Linked DNA regions of Anas platyrhynchos: region 1 is linked to region 2. The links are chromatin contacts, called in public Hi-C maps. All regions are on one chromosome and are shown on one strand. The core of a region is the stretch at or near the end of the contact, and the rest is flanking DNA. Distances in the headings are between cores, read along the strand shown. Region 1 overlaps SLC4A4 (solute carrier family 4 member 4). Region 2 overlaps SLC4A4 (solute carrier family 4 member 4).

Evidence for each region. Hi-C and Micro-C count contacts between places; a contact is called where the count stands out from the background.
Region 1: a Hi-C map of skeletal muscle shows a contact between it and region 2, with 3 times the contacts expected there. The contact joins two enhancer-like sites. A contact is called at or near these places in 2 of 8 Hi-C or Micro-C datasets (skeletal muscle and subcutaneous adipose tissue).

The regions. Positions count from the first base shown.
Region 1 is chr4:18,411,110-18,413,961 of IASCAAS_PekinDuck_T2T, reverse strand. The region is part of intron 2 of SLC4A4 (solute carrier family 4 member 4); the gene reads left to right. Among named protein-coding and RNA genes, the nearest start is that of SLC4A4, 60 kb to the left of the region's middle. Within about 2 kb of position 1,296, at least 1 of the 8 cell types and tissues checked has an H3K27ac peak or open chromatin away from gene starts, as enhancers often do.
Region 2 is chr4:18,363,354-18,366,053 of IASCAAS_PekinDuck_T2T, reverse strand. The region is part of intron 4 of SLC4A4 (solute carrier family 4 member 4); the gene reads left to right. LOC119716933 (a long non-coding RNA gene) reads right to left here. Exons shown (of 3, transcript XR_005265760.2): 3 at 2,104-2,700. Among named protein-coding and RNA genes, the nearest start is that of SLC4A4, 110 kb to the left of the region's middle. Within about 2 kb of position 1,268, at least 2 of the 8 cell types and tissues checked have an H3K27ac peak or open chromatin away from gene starts, as enhancers often do.

The sequences.
Region 1 (2,852 bases), core at 47-2,546, 48 kb before region 2:
GTTGTCATGAGCAGGCCTTTTAAACCTCATCATGAGCAGTGCAGAGTGGTGCTGTGGCTGGATCCGTGGCTTTTTCTCATGAGCCACATCATGTTTCTCTCCAGGCGCTCTGGTCGTGATCTCTAGTAGCAAAAGTGCAGCCTATGGGTATGTGCCTGTGGCTCTCTGACTGCTCCTAGCAACGCCGAGGAATCACAGAGCTAGAGGAGTGCTCTGTAGTGGCTCTTGGAGTGTCCAAACAGATCAAGCTGTCAATGGCAGGTGTCTCTTCTGCTGGGAGATACTGAGGCTCCTCAGCTGAAACCTGGCTTCTTTTCGCTCCTAAGAGGAAAAAAGGGCTCTGTGATGGACAGAATCTCCCTTCTGTGTTTGGGAATTAAAAGGGGTGTGGAGATAGTTGTGTATGTGGAGATTTGAGTGTAATCCTTGCAGAACTGTGAGACCTGCCTAACAGCTTAGCAAGCAATGCCTGGTACTTTACTTGTTTTTGTCTTTTTTTTTTTTTCTTGCCCGGTGTTCCCCATCCCCAGTACTCCCGCATCATTGTACGGATGGCAATTTTCTGGGGAAGAAAAACCTGGTGGATAAATAATGGCAGGTGCCAGGCGCTGTTTGATTGTGTGTGCTCGTGAAATCCCATTTCACTTGCCTTGCCCATGAATGTCCACAGCTTCTACACACCTGCATGCGAGCTGCAATGAGGAGCAAGAGCTGCAGTGCTGGGGAGGCGTGTTTCCATCAGCAGGGCTGCTCTGAGCCCCATCAGAGCCCTGCCATCAGGGCTTCTGGTTTGGACAGCCAACGCTATGGCTGTGTGACCCGACGGTAACAAGCCTCTCTTCTCCCTGAAGCCCTTTACGTGCTCTGTACCCTGGCTTATTGCAAAAGGATTGCTCTTTAAATGTGCCTTTCACATGGGTTATGTGTTTTGCTATCCGTTCCAGTTACAGAGCTGGCTCGCTTTTTCCTTTAAGCAGTCCAGAGTTTGCTCTGGTTTCTTCCTGATTGCAAAACGTGTTTGAAACGGACCAGATCGTAAAAACTTATCAGCAAGTAATAACTCTCATTTCTTACTCTCTGGCTTTGTTACGTATTATTCACTTGGGCGAGTTATTATCTCTGCACAACAGCTAGCGTTGCCACATCAGCCGTGCTGCTTTCTTTCAGCCAAACGTGACATTTACTCTTCCCATGTCATAAATCGTGAAGTTATAAAAAGTGCGAGTGATGATGACAGCGGGAAGGTGCCGATGGTCTCTGTCCCTACAGCTTGTTCAAGCTCGCAGGAGCTTGGCTTGGTCCCTGCTGCTGTGCGAAGACCGCGTGGCCGAAAGGTGGCAGCACTCCATCTGCTTAGCTCGGCGGCGTTTGGGGGAGAAAAGCGGTTTTTCTGCAGCTCGCTGGTGCAGAAGGCTCTGCCGTCCCACTGAAGGCTCTCGTGTTGGTAAGAGAGGACCCTTCTGCACCCTGAACATTTCCAAGTGCTGTGAGGAAGTTTTCATAGGCTTCCAAATGCAGGTTTTTGTGCAGAAACAAACTTTAATCAGACCATCTGTAGGTTGTGTGTTTTTTTTTTTTTTCTTTTTTTCTCCTTATTTTTGTTTGTTTAGAGACTGCTTCTAGTGCTGTAGACTCAGCAGTGACTTCTATTAGGTACACCTAAAACATGAGAAGCAGTGGGAAGAGCACAAAGCAGAGTCATGGCATTATTTTTCCTCGCAAGGCTGGTGGCTTTCACATAACGATCTCAAAATAAACCCAGAGCCTTGCTACGTCTATGCAAATAAGGCCTGAGTTATCTCATCTCAGTAATGGCTGGGGACAATAAAGCTAAGGTTACTTGCTACCTTACACCGCTTTGAAGATGTTGCAAGTGTTTGGTGCTATAACAAGGGGACCTGCAGGAAAGATTTATAATGTGATGACAAAAACAGAGGCTGCAAGATAAGCATAGCCAAGGGGAAGGAATCGAGGAGTTTTGTGGTAGGTTAAAAAGAAAACAGTAAACTTAAGTAATTTGGTTGTGAGCCACAGTTGTTTCCTTTGGAAGCCAAGTCAGGTTTGCTCTGCTAACACGGAGCATTTGAGAAGTTTTCACCTCAAAAGTGGTCCTGGATCACACACATGAGCACATATGAGAGGCAAACTTAGGTGCTCGTTTCTTAGGGAGTGCTCTGCTCATTGTGGAATAGCTGGCAAATAGGCTTTTCATCTTCCTTTCTGCTCTGTGCTACTTAAATCCCTTCACTTTTGCCCATCTGTACTGACTTCTCCCTAGATCCCAAATTCTGGAACTCTTTTGAGGTATTAAATTGGTCTTGTTCATTCTTCTTTGTCAGGCAGGCTGTTTCTGGGAGCTGTAGTTGAGTGACCTGCAAATTTAGGTGTGAATTGCATGCTGTGTTGGGTTGGCTATGTGAGACCGTTTTCTAAATCCTATTGATGTACAATGTCGTTTCAAGAAACGTTGGGTATTGATCTAATTATGTACCCAGAGAGGCCAATTACTTGAGCAGTTTGTATTTTTTTTACTAAAGCATATTGTGTTGGAGTGCATGACTTGCTCAGATCTAGGCCCTGAAAATAGAAAGCCATTATTTTTAATTATTTTGGGGGTTTGTTTCCAAAGCGCTGCGATAACAATAATGAGGATGTCAGACTAGATAAAAAAGTGTTTAGATGTCCCATCCTTTTACCTTACTCAAAGGAGCTAGTAAACCAAGCTTCAAAGTAAGGCACATTTCTGTTCAGAGGCCCTAAAAACATTTCTGCCCTTTCACACTTGTATCCGGTGTATCCCTTGCTCTTCCCTGGGGTAGTGAAAATGCCATTTCTTGCTGCAGTGCTGCACT
Region 2 (2,700 bases), core at 19-2,518:
AGTGGAACCCTTCGCAGGGGACCATGTTCAAGTTCATAGGCGACCCTTTTTCTTAAGGAACTGTTGTACAAAGGTCTGTCAAGTTGTTTGTGGCACCAAGCAGCTCCTCTGCCTCGTACATCCTGTGCTCACTCTGAAATAAATGAAGTCCCCTGACAAGTTCGTGTTCCTTCTTCCAAACTCCTTCAGCATAAGTGACATAACAAGATACGGTGATGGTGGCTCCTGGAAAGGTGATTTAAATGGCATACATTCACGTTGCTCTTAGTTGCAACGCTGGTGAAGTTTGCATAGCACTTTGGATTAGAGGATTGGGGAAATGAGGAAATTCCTCTGCCTGTGCAGGGGCTTGGTTTTACATATAGCTTTAAGCAAATACTTTGAACTGAGGGGCAGGGGGAGGAGAGGAATTGTATTTCATAGCTTCTGAAAATCAGCTGCATATTTCTGAACATAATTTCCCCATCTCTTTAAAAAGTTCAATAGGTTTTAAAACCAAGCTTTTTTCTTTTTTTCTTAAAAAAAAAAGGGGGAAAAAGTCCCTTCTCTCTGTATTTGCATACGCAAATCAAACTGTTGAAGTTCTGCACTCTGAAATGCTTGAGATGAACGCACGTGTGTCTTGGCATGTGTATTGTGCATTTCAGTGAATTCCCTTCTGCTCTGCAGCCTCACTGCCGCCTCTCGGTTTTGGACTGCTCCCTCCCTTGTTGATTGGGGTAATGTTTCATTCCTCTTAGAGTCACAGAAAAGTGTCTCTTACTCCGGCTTTTTAAGTCAGTAGCTGAAGTAATGTATGACACAGTTCATCAGGGAGCACGGTTTGCTTTAAAAAAAAGAATCCTTGTGTCACAGGGATTTGAATCAGTGAGTAGGAAACTTTAATTTAAATAGTGGATTTTAATCTGGTTATCTACTTTTTATATTTCTTAAAGGAAAGTTGATTCTCAACAAGTAATTTGCTGTTAATGTTCCTTTCATGTTGAATTTATCATTCCATTCTGGAAGCCAAGTCACGCTTCCAAAGATTTTTTTCCAAGCTACAGTTATTCAGCGTGTTAATTTTTGTGCATTAGAAAGTAGCAACTAATGCACTTTTCATTTACTAGAGGCAGAACACAAACACCTAAATTTAGGCCTCTCTGTGTGGGTGTTGACGTACAATGTGGGCACTTATAAACTCCCATTATGGCCACTGAAGATGCAGCTAACTTGCACAGTCAAGCCTGGAGAGTGATTCAGCACACCCTGAAGTAGACACCTTCTGGCTGCTCAGACGAATTGCTCCCTCAGCCCTACTGCTTCTGCTGGCTACATCAGCTTTGGCTCTCATAGGAGCCTGTACACTGCGTGGAAAAATGTGACACATAGATGTCAGATGTCCAGTTTGGATTGTTTTGCTGGTGTATGGCTGGAGGTTCAGGGGAGTACTATTCTGTATGATCTTTGTCAAATTCTGCATGGATGGAAATTCAAATTCAGTTCAAAATATGCTAGGAAGGCCTCGCTTAATTGTATTATTGAACTACCTGATGAGTATTGCTTTTTGTTTTGTTTGTTTATTTTCCAATTAAAATCAAATTAGGAATCAAGGAAAGTGTTATTTGACTTAGCGAGCTGGTGGAGTTTTCTGTTCTTCTTAGATCTCATCTTCTTACCCTTTCTTTTTTAGCTCAGAACTCAGAAGAAAAATAAAAGCTCTCCTGTTTTGTCACTTTCCATTTAATTTCTTTAATGAGTTGGATAATTCAGAAAATTAAACTGCCAGTAATATTATTTCTGCACTATGGAAGGAGATACCCATGTCAGAAATGAGGTGAGCACATTTGCACAGTTTTGGCTGAGATGCCTAGCTAGTGATTCTCACTTGGATTCAGCAATCTGACTTGCCCTAGTCTTTGGAATCAAACATATTTTCTGTTCTTGGTTCAGCGCTGCCTTACAACTCATAATGTTCTTGGTAGATTACAGGAGAGTGCAGGTCTTAATATCAGTTGTTAGTTTTTAAATCAGTTTATTAAGAAGACATTTCAAGGGAAATGTTTTGACAAAGCTATGAATAAATTCTGCATCACTGTCTTGAAGAAGTAATGGTTTGGTGCTTTACTTCAGTGACATCTCAAGTGACTTTCCAGTTTAGCTGAACAGGATGTAGTGCTTGGGACGTCAGTGGAGAAATATGTGGCCTCTGTAGCAAAAACCACGTATGCTTTGTGGCTGCAGAGGTCTGCCCCTTTCTTTGGATTTGAGAGGAGTTGACTTGGAGCTAACTACTAACACCAAGAATGCCTCGTAGCTTTCCATGCCTAAGAAGAGATGGTGGCTGGTAGCTCACAGACCGATACTGCTGAGATTCCTCCTGGCACTCCAGGCATTTGTCACTGGGGCGTGCCAGGAGAATTCCTCACATTTCATCCAGTAGAAAGGGGACAGAAGTTGTAGTCCTTTATTATAAGGATGTGATCTGACTGTGCAGCTATGCAGCCCATGTGCTTGCGCTGTGACGGATCTTCCCATGTAGGAATGGAAGAACCTACCCATGTACTTGTGTGTAGTTTGGGTTTTGTTCTTGTTGTTGTTTTTTTTTTTCAATACAGGTCTTATAAGCATACGAAGTATTTCATGGTAGAATGTGCACTGTTGTGATTAGCAAGTGCTCTGTGAGTGCTGTGTAAAGGAGAAAGAAGCAGTTGCTATAAT